2 separate regions of the Mus musculus genome follow, and region 1 is linked to region 2. A link is a contact called in public HiChIP or PLAC-seq data. All regions are on one chromosome and are shown on one strand. The core of a region is the stretch at or near the end of the contact, and the rest is flanking DNA. Distances in the headings are between cores, read along the strand shown.

What was found. HiChIP or PLAC-seq counts read pairs in DNA pulled down with a chosen protein or histone mark.
Region 1: an H3K27ac HiChIP or PLAC-seq map of embryonic stem cells shows a contact between it and region 2, with 14 read pairs. The contact joins the promoter of Lincred2 here to the enhancer-like site in region 2. A contact is called at or near these places in 1 of 15 datasets of contacts at CTCF or cohesin (CD8 T cells), 8 of 484 Hi-C or Micro-C datasets (the AML12 cell line, cerebral cortex, embryonic stem cells and 2 more), 9 of 115 datasets of contacts at active chromatin or transcription factors (cardiomyocytes, embryonic stem cells, fetal liver and 2 more) and 1 of 9 other capture datasets (embryonic stem cells).

What each region holds. Positions count from the first base shown.
Region 1 is chr4:119,049,624-119,052,393 of GRCm38.p6, forward strand. Lincred2 (a long non-coding RNA gene) reads left to right here and starts at 1,383. Exons shown (of 4, transcript XR_868064.2): 1 at 1,383-1,611.
Region 2 is chr4:119,007,318-119,010,098 of GRCm38.p6, forward strand. No RefSeq gene overlaps it. Among named protein-coding and RNA genes, the nearest start is that of Gm12865, 11 kb to the left of the region's middle. Within about 2 kb of position 1,439, at least 66 of the 459 cell types and tissues checked have an H3K27ac peak or open chromatin away from gene starts, as enhancers often do. A contact at or near this core is called in cerebral cortex, embryonic stem cells and forebrain, where this site is marked.

The sequences.
Region 1 (2,770 bases), core at 133-2,632, 42 kb after region 2:
GTGGGTGCTGAGAAGTGAACCCAAGGTCTGCAGGAAGAGCAAGTGCCCTTAACCGCCACACCCTCTCTCCAGCCCCACATAATGTTAAGTGAAAAGGAAGAGAAAGCCAGCTGGGAAACAATGCTTCTTGGTGGGTATTTAACTGGATTTACTTAGAAGAGAGCCTAGAAGAGTTCAGATAATCTCTGAGTTCAAGGCCAGCTTGGTCTGCAGAGTGAGTTCCAGAATAGCCAGGGCTACACAGAGAAACCCTGTCTTGAAGAAAAGGTAGAAAAAGAATCAGATAACAAATGATTATCCCTCCCCCAGGGGTGGGGATAATTTATTCACATTACATCCTGATTGCAGCCCCGCCTACCATTCTCCCCCTTCCACCGCCCCTCCTCCATCACCTCTGAGAAGGGGACAGTCCCCACCTGGGTCCCAATCCACTCTGGCACCTCAAGTCACTGCAGGACTAGGTTCATCTCTCCCACTGACACCAGACAACGTAGCCCAGTTAGGAGCACAGGATCTACAGGCATGCAACAGAGTTGTCAGGGACAACCCCAGCTCCAGTAGTTGGGGGACCTGCATGAAGACCAAGCTGCTCCACATTGTGTAGGTTGGGCTGGAGATGGGGGCTAGGTCCAGTCTTTGTAAGCTCTTTGGCTGGTGTTTAAGTCTCTTGGAGCTGGTTCTGTTCTTTTCAGTCAGCTGCATTTTCTAGGCTTGATATGTATTTATTTTTTAAATTATTTGTTTGAGACAAGATCTCACTATGTAGCCCTGGCTGGCCCCGAACTCATTATGTAGATCAGGCTGGCCTCAAATTCATAGAGATCTACCTGCTTTTGCCTCCTGCGTGCTAGAATTAAAGGCGTGAGTCATGGCCCAATGCCTAGCTTGTTAATTTTAAATTATTCACAAAGGCAGGATTCATGACTTATGTCCACTGGTTAACAGGGAAAAGAATGAGTGAGTTTTATTCTATAACATTCATTTATTTATTTAATGAGCATCCAATCATGGACTGGCATTGTTCTGAGTGAGTTCTTGTTAGTCCCAAATCTAAAGTAAGGACACTGTGAAGAAGTGGGGGAGGGGGGAGGCAGGAAGGCCTAGGGCACCTGTTCCTGCTTGAAAGCACACAGTCCTTGCTTCCCAGTTGAATGTGCCCCCTTTTCACCTCCTAAGTGACGCATCTGGGTGTCTGTCCACAGGAACCAGCTTGCCCCATTCACGTGAGACACAAGCATCCATGCTACTTGTGAAGAGACAGAAAACAAACATGGGCTGAGGTGACCCATCACCACTCTGGGAACTCTCTGAGTTCTTGCCCACTCAACAAATTCCTCCAGCCACCTCAGGAAGAGCATACCCTCCCCCTCTGTTGTGTCAGATAAGGGAGAGGAGGCCCAGGAAAGGAAAGCCACTTGCGCAAGGTGACCCCCTGTCAGAAGAGCTGAGACTTGAGCAGGGCTCCTCCCTACAGAGCAGCCTCTCCCATCTCGGTAGGGCTCCTAACTCCCTCTATCACCTCCACTACCAGCCTTCCCTCTGTGCTGGGTTATCTGTTAATGACAGCACCCCAGGTCTTGTCTTGAGATTCAGCTGCCATGGAGGTATGAGGTAGGTGTTATTTATTGATGAGGAGGCAGGCTCAGGGAGATCACAGCCTGGCCAGGTCACACAGCCCTGGAGTAGAGATGCTGGGACTTGCAACCTGCCCTAACTGGTTCCAGAAGTGGGAACCTACACACCTGCACCTCCCTGCCTGGCTTCTGGTCCCCACTCAGCCTCCTCTACACAATACAGGGCTCCGAGCTTTTTCTCCCTCTTCGTTTCTGTTTTTGCTGTTTGCTTGTTATTTGCTTTCTTGTTTTGATACAGGGTTTCACTATGTAGCCCTTAGCTGGCCTGGAATTTACCACAAAGATCAGGAGTTTCTCAGACTCTTAGAGATCAGCCTGCCTTTGCTTCCCAAGTGCTGGGATCAGGCTAGACCACCTTTACAGCATTTGTTGTCTTCTATCAGGATGTCAGCTGTGCAGTTGTAAGAGACAAGGCAGAGGAGGCCAGGGGAAAGGATGCTTGTAAGAGGAATGCCTCCAGTCCGGCAGTGGTGGCACATGCCTTTAATCCCAGCACTTGGGAGGCAGAGGCAGGCAGATTTCTGAGTTTGAGGCCAGTCTGGTCTACAGAGTGAGTTCCAGGACAGCCAGGACTACACAGAGAAACCCTGTCTCGAAAAACCAAAAAAAAAAAACAAAAAACAAAAAAACCAAAAAAACAAACAAAAAAAAACAAACAAAAAAAAGGAATGCCTCTGTTTATTAACTTGTAAGCATCCATACATCATTCTCTTATGCCAACCAGTCCTTTCTGAAAAGGCACAGTTGCTCAAAAAAAAAAAAAAAAAAAAAAAATGGAGGGTGGTGGCTTGGAGGTGGAAGTGGAAATATTTAACCTGGGGAAACATAGTTGTGATCATTCAACCAACAAATATATATAAGTCTTTCCGTGTGTGTGTGTGTGTGTGTGTGTGTGTGTGTGTGTGTGTGTGTGTGTGTGTGTGTGTAGGAGGGTTATGCAAATAGAGGAGAAATAGACACAAGGACATTGACCAGACCACTGGCATGACTTCCGTCCCTGCAATCTAAAATAGGTGGATGGTCACCATCTCTGCGAGCATTCCCTAAGGACAATCTTGGGAAAGAGAGAGGCTGGTTTTGTGTGAGTCAAGAACATAAGGGTGAGATATCAGGAAGACCCCTCAGTGGGTGAATTC
Region 2 (2,781 bases), core at 189-2,688:
GCCCCTGGTTTTGTTTTGTCCCTCTGGACCTCTGGACTAGTCAAAAATATAGGAGGTAGGAGTGGTTGGTTGGTTGGTTGGTTGGTTGGTTAGTTGGTTGGTTGGTTTGGGGGTTGTATTTTGGGTTTTGGCTTTGTTTTAAAGATTTACTTTTAGTTTATGTGTATTCTGTGTGCATGGGTGTAAGTGCACCGTGTGTATACAGAGGCTGAGGAGGCCAAAAGGAAATGTCAGAAATACCCTGGAACTGGAGATACAACAGATTGCTAGCCACATGGCAGTGCTGGGACCCAGATCTGGGCCCTCTGCAGGAACAGCAAACACTTCTAACACGGAGCCATCATGTCTCCACACCCTTGCTTTGTTTTGTTTTGGTTTTGAGACAAGGCCTCAGTTTTGAAACAAGTTCTCAGGTAGCCAAGGCTTACCTCAGACTTAGTCTACAGCTGAGGATGACCTTGACCCTTGACCTTCAGAGTCTCCAGCCTCCTGCTGGGACTGCAGGCATGTGTTCCAGTGCCAGGCCTGCCATTGTGTGTGTCTGTGACTGAGCACGTCCTACACCACATCAGATATGGAGGGCTGTACCTAGACTTCACGTACTTATTCACCCTTCACAACCCCGAGAGAGACAGGCTGTTCTTAGCTGAGACGAGAGGGGCACCATACAGAAGGGAGCGGATCAGGCTTGCACAGTTAGCCACAAGAGTTCCCACCCTGTTGTGCATCCATAGCTGGCTCTTTGAGCAGAACAACCCATAGGCTAGCAGCCCTTCCATCCTCCCGGGATCTGAGAACCCTTCTGTGTAGCTCAAACCCTTTTCAGCTACCCCACCTACCCACCCACCTTTGCTCTGTCTCTTGGCCATACCCCTCCCCTGCCTACCTACGCCCACCCCATCTAAAGTACTTGTCAGTTCAACCCTACCTCCATCTGTCAAAACGTTTATATCCTTCAAGCCAAACAAAACGGCTTTTCTTGCCTGTGCTGAAAGAGCCGTGATGGAGGGCTAACTTGGGGAGACCGTGGATCTGAGAACATGGGGGGGAGTAAGACCAGATTATCATAAGGAACCTTTCTTGATCAGAGAGTCTAGAATTCTTGCTTTCAGGAGGCCCTTGAAACAAAGGTAGACTTGTCCTTTAACCTTCACAGAATGAAGAGAATGTCAGGCCTAGGAAGGACTTCAGAGGAAAAAAAAAACCCACTCCCTTCTCTTTGCCCCCAGGGATGCCTACGCCCAGGGAGGGGCAGAGGCCTGGCGGACCTTCTGGCTGATGGTGGGAGGAAAGGCCGTGCTCGCTTGCCTACTACAGGACCCATCTCAGCAGGTCCCCAGGCTGCAGAGAAAAGAGTGGGAGGGGCCTGGAAGAGCGACTGCTGTGGAGCCTGGCTCTGAGCCTGTCTGGCCAGGCCTGCTGGGCTCCAGGAGGCCTCAGTAGTTTTCCATAGCCAGTAGGCCAACAGCCTGGGCCATGTGCTACCCTCTCCCCTTGCCCTCCACATTCCTCTGCATATTCAGGCAGGACAGCGGCATTCTTTGGAGCTGGAGAAAAAGCAGGGATAGGGGCAGAAACCCAGATATATGCAAGATTTTCAGATAAGAGTTTGGCCAGAAACACGGGGGTCAGGAGAGATCACAAAGATGCCAATAAGGTGAAGCGTCCCAGACCCGCAGAGCCACGTCCAGCCGTTGCTCCAAAGATGTGGCAGGTCCCTTCTCAGAGGCATGCACAGATAAGACTACCACAGAGATGCACGTTCCCACCCCAGGCCACCCCCATGCCTCTGCCATCCCAAACTGTCTCATCTATAACAAACAAGAGACGCGGAATGTGTACGGGCCTTTAGTTCCAGAACAGCAACTGGAATTCCTTATTCTGTTCCCAGGAGCTGGGGTGGATCTCTGCACATCTCCACCACTGTGGCCCTTTCTTTGGGTCCTGACATTCCATCTGTGTGGACAGAGTAGAGAGACTTCTGGGAAGCCCTTTCCTTGATTCCATCCAATCCACTCTCTCCTCCTACATCTCTGCTCTCATCTGGTTTCCTCCCTCCGGCCCTATGGCTGTTAACCAAGAGATTGACTGAATACATTTATGGGATCCATCATACAGAAAGACCAGGAAGGAGACCTTAAGCACACACCAACCTTGTGCTGCAGGCTTCCCTCTAGCTGTTTTGTGATCACCTAGGAGCAAAGCCAGCGTGCTAGCTGGCTGCCTGCACTTAACTCCATGCTTGGGGAGGGCAGAAGAGAGCCGCAGACCCAGCTAGCTTTCCACCTTAGTTGAACTCTTTGAGCCTCTCATTTCTGGTTTATCAATTGGGAATAAAATGCTATCTAACTCTCAAGGAAACAGTTGATTATGGTGCCTAATTTCAGGTAATGGCTTTAACCAAGCAGGGAGCTAGGACAAATCAGTTGATAATACAGCTTTTCCCTGTCTGATGAAAACTTCACGATTAACTGGGAACTTGGGAGCCCTGTCCAGAGTACAGCTCTCAGCCCATGGGCCCCTCACCTTCATACCCACAGGCCCCCAGCCATACCACTTGTTCCCACGCTGCCCAGTCAGCCGGATGGGATTTGAAGCCCCAAGGGATCAACTGGGACTGCACAGAAGCCGCCTTGTCCCAGGGGGGACTCTTTGGTCACGTTGATGGTGCCCAACCCACCTCCACCAGGCCAGCCAGCTTCAAGGGTTTGCACCGGATTTCCTGGCTGGGTGCCCAGCACCCTGCAGGCTGTTTGGGGACACACGGTGTAGGAACAGCGG